2 separate regions of the Zea mays genome follow, and region 1 is linked to region 2. A link is a contact called in public Hi-C data. All regions are on one chromosome and are shown on one strand. Each heading gives the region's core, a stretch centred on a gene start, on an enhancer-like site or on the middle of the called end of the contact. The rest is flanking DNA. Distances are from core to core; before and after follow the strand shown.

Evidence for each region. A called contact is a pair of places that touch in the nucleus more often than the background predicts.
Region 1: a contact with region 2 is called in a Hi-C map of endosperm, with 3 times the contacts expected there. The contact joins the enhancer-like site here to the promoter of LOC100281271 in region 2. A contact is called at or near these places in 11 of 25 Hi-C or Micro-C datasets (bundle sheath, ear, endosperm and 3 more) and 1 of 3 datasets of contacts at active chromatin or transcription factors (seedling).

Annotation. Positions count from the first base shown.
Region 1 is chr2:62,951,048-62,954,287 of Zm-B73-REFERENCE-NAM-5.0, forward strand. No RefSeq gene overlaps it. Among protein-coding and RNA genes, the nearest start is that of LOC100281271, 42 kb to the left of the region's middle. Within about 2 kb of position 1,389, at least 19 of the 20 cell types and tissues checked have an H3K27ac peak or open chromatin away from gene starts, as enhancers often do. A contact at or near this core is called in bundle sheath, ear, endosperm and 4 more, where this site is marked.
Region 2 is chr2:62,909,691-62,913,098 of Zm-B73-REFERENCE-NAM-5.0, forward strand. LOC100281271 (inhibitor of apoptosis-like protein) reads right to left here and starts at 1,424. Exons shown (of 2, transcript NM_001154992.2): 1 at 885-1,424; 2 at 1-795. The coding sequence starts at 1,358. The coding sequence ends at 265.

The DNA of each region.
Region 1 (3,240 bases), core at 139-2,638, 41 kb after region 2:
CAGTTGTCAACCATAAAAAATAAAAAGAAAAAAAAAGAGCGAGACGAGACCTGCACGCTAGCTACGTACCGGCAACGACGACCGAACGACGAGCAGTGACATCAGTCGACTTCGGGCACCGGCGGCCTATTCGCCCATCCTCATCTACTACTATGTATACGTCGCGGCCAGCCGTGCAAAGAGGGTGGCGCCGGACCGGACGCGTGAGTGACGATCCACCCCGTCGGCGTCGTCTACCGGCCGACGAAGACGCGCGGAACGAATCCTGGCCGATCCAGTTGCCCGGCCCCGGCGGCGTGCCTCACCCTCCGCTTCTCTCGCGTCACGCTCGCTAGCTAGCTGCAGTGTCGCGACGTGGACTGCCAGCCTACCGGCGTACGTACGTACGTGACGGCTCTGCTTTCTATGGCCATACAGATTGAGATATATACAGTGCCGCGCGCGCGGGTGTTTATTTAAGAGTATGTCCAAGAGACTACTAATTTTTAACTCTATATTTGACTATATATTTAATTTTTTTATAAAGATTACACTCTATATGTATCATCTCACTCTAACAAACTATCTATCTAGTTTGGCTAGTCAGTTGGCTAGCCAAATTTGGCTAGTGAGAGAGTCAATTTGAAGAGTCATATAGCTTGGCGAGTTAAATAGCTAATCTGTTAGAGAGTTATTTTGCTATTAGAGAGTTAAATAGCTATCAGATAGTACGGCCACCTCTACGTACTCCTGCAGGTAGACTATAACGCTTTGGTAACCCCATTTTTTCTAAAGAATTTTCATTTTTATAAGGAAATTAGTTCATTTCCACTTGAAAAAATAGAAATTTATTTAAAAAAATTGGAGTTTTCAAACTATCACTTCATTATTTTTTTAACTTGTCACAGTCAGTTCGACGACGTACGTGCGCTTGCAGCCGCCGAGTAATAATAATAGCAGTGGTGCTGATCGAGCTGCCAAGGTTCCACTTCCACGTCGATGCGACGAACACGGACGAAACCGACAAGGGAGGAGCGCGGGATGGAGGCCACACACACGACGTACGGTTCCACGTCGTCCGACGGGGAATGGGATCGGAATCGGATGCTCTCGGACGTGTGAGGGGGAGAGACAGAGACCGAGGGAGCGAGCCTTTTTCCAGCGCCATGTGCGACGGGGACCGGCCGGCTCCGACATGCCGGGCGTGGCTTCCAACGCCGTGCAGCGACCCACGAACCAACAGCTTGGTGCGCGCGGTACGGAGGCGCTGTTCCTCGTCCGGTCTCGTTGGTTGGACTGGACGGAGCAGCTAGCTAGCCGTGCGGCCGTGCCCAAGCAAGCAAGCATAGCACATGGCGGATCACATGCGTGCGCGTTCGGTTAGCAGTTGCGGTGACAGGCACGGCACAGGCGCGCGCGCGGAGGGAGTCCGCGTCACGTCAAAGCTTTAGCTGAACTCGATGCTCTCCACGCCTCTACTGTGAGGTGGTCGTCGAGATCGGCGGTGGTGCCACGCTTGTTCTGCCTGCCTGGAACGCTGGACCTGGGTGGATGGGTCTGATAATTGGCGCGGGGCGCAGAAAGGGACCGGCGAACAAAGGCGTGATGGACACGGTCCATGAGGAAACGCACCGCGTGCGCGTGCCGTCGCTGTACTCGCCTTTGTCCGTGTCTCCTGGCCTGCACTGCACGTCCGGTCCACCTCGTCCGCGCGCGCAGGCGATCGATTGAAAAGTTTTTTTTTTTGCGCGGGTAGCAACAAGAGGTCTCCCTCAAGCGTGGATTACTACTTGCTCTCGTCTGTCCTGAGTGGAGTGCGTGGTGCTTGGTTTTTAGTTTGCAGATGCAAAGGAATTTTCGGGAGTTAGAAAAAAAAAACCCAATACACTCGTGACTACGAATGCTTGGTCATCGATGTTTTACGCTTCGGTATTTAATATATACCATCACTCGTTACTACGAATTTGGCATCACTACTAGTACTAAAACTGTTTTTTTAAAGACCGGTAGCGATTGATAGTCACCTACTTTAGTGTATCGGGTAGCTCGTCTAGTTCAAGCTTCTCATAGCTTGTTTGGTATACCTCGTTTTCTTCGAGTTGTTTTCCATGCGATTACATTAGTGTAGGTACGACACCACGTTATCTAGATCTTGAGATTCAAATTTTTGTGCTTATTGCTACGAAGGCAGAAGCAATCATTTAAATCTAAAATCTTCGCTCGATATCAGCAGGGGATCTTGGATACAGATTTAGGATGGAAAAATAGTGCTGAACTCAAACTAATAAATGTCGATACCTATTACCATAGAAAATGGGGCCACCTCTGTTTTTTTTTTTTTGGTTTGAACTAACCTCCGCTAGTGTTAGAAAAAAATCTTGGATGCTATCTGTCATCAAATGAGTGCACAGGCCTGTTTGGTGCCTTTTAGAACCAAAACTTATATTGTAACGCCTACTTATATTGTTGTTATGGATAATGATACGCTTTGGATTTTTATAACCATCACTACGTCAGTGGTTTATAGAACGTTTTGCGAAAAGGGCACAGATAAGTTATGTAGTACTAGTACGGTCGAATGAGCTCAGTCCGAACCGGTCTTTTGAAGAAGCTGTGTGCATATGCTGCGTGTGCCAATCATTTACGGCCAACCCTTTCCCATTTTCTTTTGGTTTCCTTTTTGCCAAGCAATATCCAGCCAGCTTTTGGTGAGCCCCGGTGGGTCCGCGGCAGGCCTCAGGGCTCCCCTTTGGCGCGGCACAAATTCCCCGAAAGCCACCGCACGGCACGGCACACGCGTGACGCATCTGCATCTCCCGTCGCCGTCTTCCTCCTTCCGTCTGTCTATCACTCTATCCTCGCGACCACGCGACGAGGGAGAATTATTATAAAGTAAAGAAGGAAAAAAAGAATCGCCAGGCGATGGGGCCCACTTAGACCATGCGGAAAGAAAAGAGTGGTAGAGAATCGGAGAGAAGTGGCCCACGTGACAGCATGGCCCCAATTATCAGATCGTCACTGATTGCTATGCTACACGGTGGTGGCCTCGGCGTGGGCGACGACTGGGCGTGAACGGCTGTGGCCCGTGGTGCTGTTGGGTACTGCACATCGCAGTCGCGGCTGTAATAATTTTGTTTTTGCTCGGTAAAGACTAAAGATCGTGCGATCCAAATGCCCGAGCTGGCTGCGGCCCACATGATCCACGCAGCGTCGTGCCTCAGGTAATAGAGGGCGCGGGTGCGGATCCCTAGTTACTCTATA
Region 2 (3,408 bases), core at 174-2,673:
CTACCCCAAAAAAAAATACTACTAGCACATCTGAGAAACAAGGTACCAGAAAGATATTCCAGGGGAGAACAGAAGTTAGTGCCAATTACCAGTAGTACAGCTAACTGCGTCTAAAATTAGCCTACTATGCTGCAACTTGGAGCATCTCTACATTTACTACTCAACAAAGCTCGCCGCCTGACCCCGGGAGCCAGCGGATCTCATTGGACAACGAGTGCCGCCACCGCGCGGGACCAACACGCCGGCAGGGCCCCTCCCGCCTCGTCACAGCAGGACCTGGAGCGAGGCGTTCTTGCTAGCGCCGCAGACGGGGCACGCCTCGGCGGCGGCCTCGCACGCGCGGCACAGGCAGAGGTGGCGGCACGGGAGCAGCAGCACGGACGCGTCGCCGCCTCCGCAGGACTTGCACGACGGCGGCGAGGAGCCCCGGGACGCGGCGTCGCAGTCGTCGGCGACGGGGCCCGGCGGGGAGGTCTCGAAGCAGCAGGACCGCGCGTCCTCCGCCTCGCCGCCGCCAACGCCGGCGCCGGGCTGCTGCTGCTGCAGCAGCTGGTCCAGCGTGGCGCGGAGCCCCGCGGCGACGGCCTCGTGGCTCCGGGCGACGCCCAGCCACGCCTGCCCCTCGGCGGCCAGCTGCCGGAGCCTCTCCTCCAGCTCGGCGTTGCGGCGGCGGGCGCGCCCCAGCTCGGCCTCCGCCAGCCGCAGCCGCCCCGCCGCGGCGCGCTGCACGGCCGCCGCCACCGCGCGCGCGTGCCTCCGCCGAGCCTCCTGCAGCCCCGCACGCATCCTCTCGGTCTGCGGCAAGACCACGCGAGCAAGAGTCAGACAACGTGTGGGGGAGCTCGCCGGATCTGTCAAGACGGCAACGACTGACTACCACGCACCTCGAGCCGCACCAGCGCGTCGATCTCCATGCCCTGGCGGTAGAGCAGCGACAGGACGCCGTTGGTGGTGGCCGCCGCCCGACCACTGGTGGACGCCGCGCCGCACCCTGCCTCCCTGCTCTGCACGTCGCCGGCGAACACCTGGCCCTGCGGCACCGGCAGAACCAACCCCTGCTGGTGGGCATCATCCAGGAACCCGGGCGCGACGCGTGCACGCTTCCTCGGGAGAAACACGTTGCTGTTGTCGCCGCCGCCGCCGTTGCAGGTGAGCTCGCTGCGCGGCTGGGTGTCGCCAAACGCGGCGACCTCGAAGGGCGCCGGCGCCGGCGCCGGCGCGCACCCGCCGAAGCCGAGCTCGTCGAGGAACGCGGAGCCGCCGCCGCCGACCGTGGCGCCCTCCAGTGCCCTGAAGGCGTGCCCCATGTCGTGGGGCAGGAAGGCGGGGTTGAGTAGGTGCTGCGCCTGGACGGCCATGGACACCGGCCTTGTCTTTGCGGGAGAGGGGGAGGAGATGTGGTTACTGACTACTGGGTACTGGGTAGTGCAAGGGCAAGGGGTGGGAGGGAAGTTATATATACGGGGGGTCGGGCGGGGCGGGGAAGACACGTTGGGTGTGTGGGGCGCCTGCAAGGAGACAAAAGCTGCCGGTTTTTTGTTTATCTTGACGAGGAGAGGGAGGCAGGGCAAAGGCCCAGGCAGGCGGCAGGCGAACGGATTGGATGCTGCTGCGACCTCTCTTTTTCCCCGCCTTTAATAATGGCGATCGTTTACGCCGGAACCAATACCTTTTTTTTTATCCCGCCTCGCCTTGTCTGCGCCACCACGCTTCTTTTTCTTTTCCCGTCAATCTGTCATGGTTTTTCTTTTCCTTTCATTTTGTTGTCTGGCGATTGATTGGCGTGACCGTGATGCGAGACGTGGAGTAGAGTGGTGGTGGTCCTCGTGGACCAGCACACAAAGGGTGGCCTACCTACCTCTGGCCTCTGGTAGCATGCTGCCTGCTTGATGCTGTGCCTTTTTTTCTTTATTTGCTCGATTATGGTTGTATTTCTAAATTTTACTCTATAAATTATTGTTTAAAAATTTATTTACATAAAAAATATACTTTCTATATTTTTCAATCTTCAACAACTTTTTCTATATTTTATTTATACTCTAGAGAGTCTTCACGTTTCCTATCTTTAACTATATTCGAATAATCATTTAAATAAGATGTTAGAGTTTATTTTCTATATTTAAATGCTAATGGTCAGCATCAGAATGTCTAGCGTGCACCTAATATGGTGCATCTAACATGGCATCTGGATAGCGCTTAAAAAGAATGCGAGAGGATTTGCACTGACTAGACGTATCCAATGAAGCACCAAATATGACACTAGATAGGACATCCTAAGAGGGTTGTAGATGCGCGTGAGACACTGAGCACTCATCAGATGTATCTAATGAGGCACCAGATGCGACACTATACAAGACACTCATATATGTGTTGTAATGTGCACATCAAGCGGTGTACTCACTAGACGTGTCTTGTGAGGGTTCATTTATACCAAGAGATACTGATATAATAATAGGTAGTTTTTGAACTAGCCATTGAAGCTTGCATCGAACATGTACAATAGTGGAGGTATGTGTGCATTAGACATGTCTGGCTAGTTCTCTATCTTTGAGCTACATATATCTCTACATCTTGTCCATTTGAGGTCTTTTAACCATTTGTTCAGCTGAACAAAACCTATTAGAGTGAAAGCGAGAGCCTTTGCCTAGTGAGATAATTGATTTGATAATCGTGAAATTAGTGGTCTCATTAGTGTATTGCGAGTAGCGATACAAGTGTGCACCCACCATTCTCATTAGCCTTGGTCTAGTAAAGTGAGATTTTGTGCTTGTTATTGTTGATGATCGACATCACCTATATGGTTTGATGGTGATAAAAGTTTGGTGGTCACCCAATGAATATTATGTGTTGCGCAACTCAAGGTGCAAATAGTTGCAAGTGATTCACTATACTAGAGTGACGAAGAATTGATACGTAGATAGAACTTAACCTTGTGTGGTTCAATGAGAAGCGATACTCTTGTATGAGTACTATGATAAAGACCAGTAGGGAGTAGGGAGTGTCAACGGTTTGATACCTCAGAAAAGTTATCTCCTTATTTTAACCTTTCTTACTTTGAGTATTTATATTTGAGCAATTGAATGATTGCCTTTACGTTACTTGAATTTTCATATTATAATAAAGTTGGACCTATAGTGTGAAACTTTTGTGATCCAATAGAAAATATTTTTAGACACAAAAAAGAATAAAATAGGATATTCGATAGAATTTAAATACTGTAAAAAAATAGGTTGACCTAATTTACTTTTTTTACTTGAGCATTAAACTTCTTTAAGCTTGCATGGCGGTAGTGATGATAATGAGCTCTAAATTTTACCCTATAAAATTTAAGGATCAAACTTTATTCCTATTCATCTTGAACATTGAGATCCTGATCCATTACGTCCGTGTCGCAACCTATTTACACTC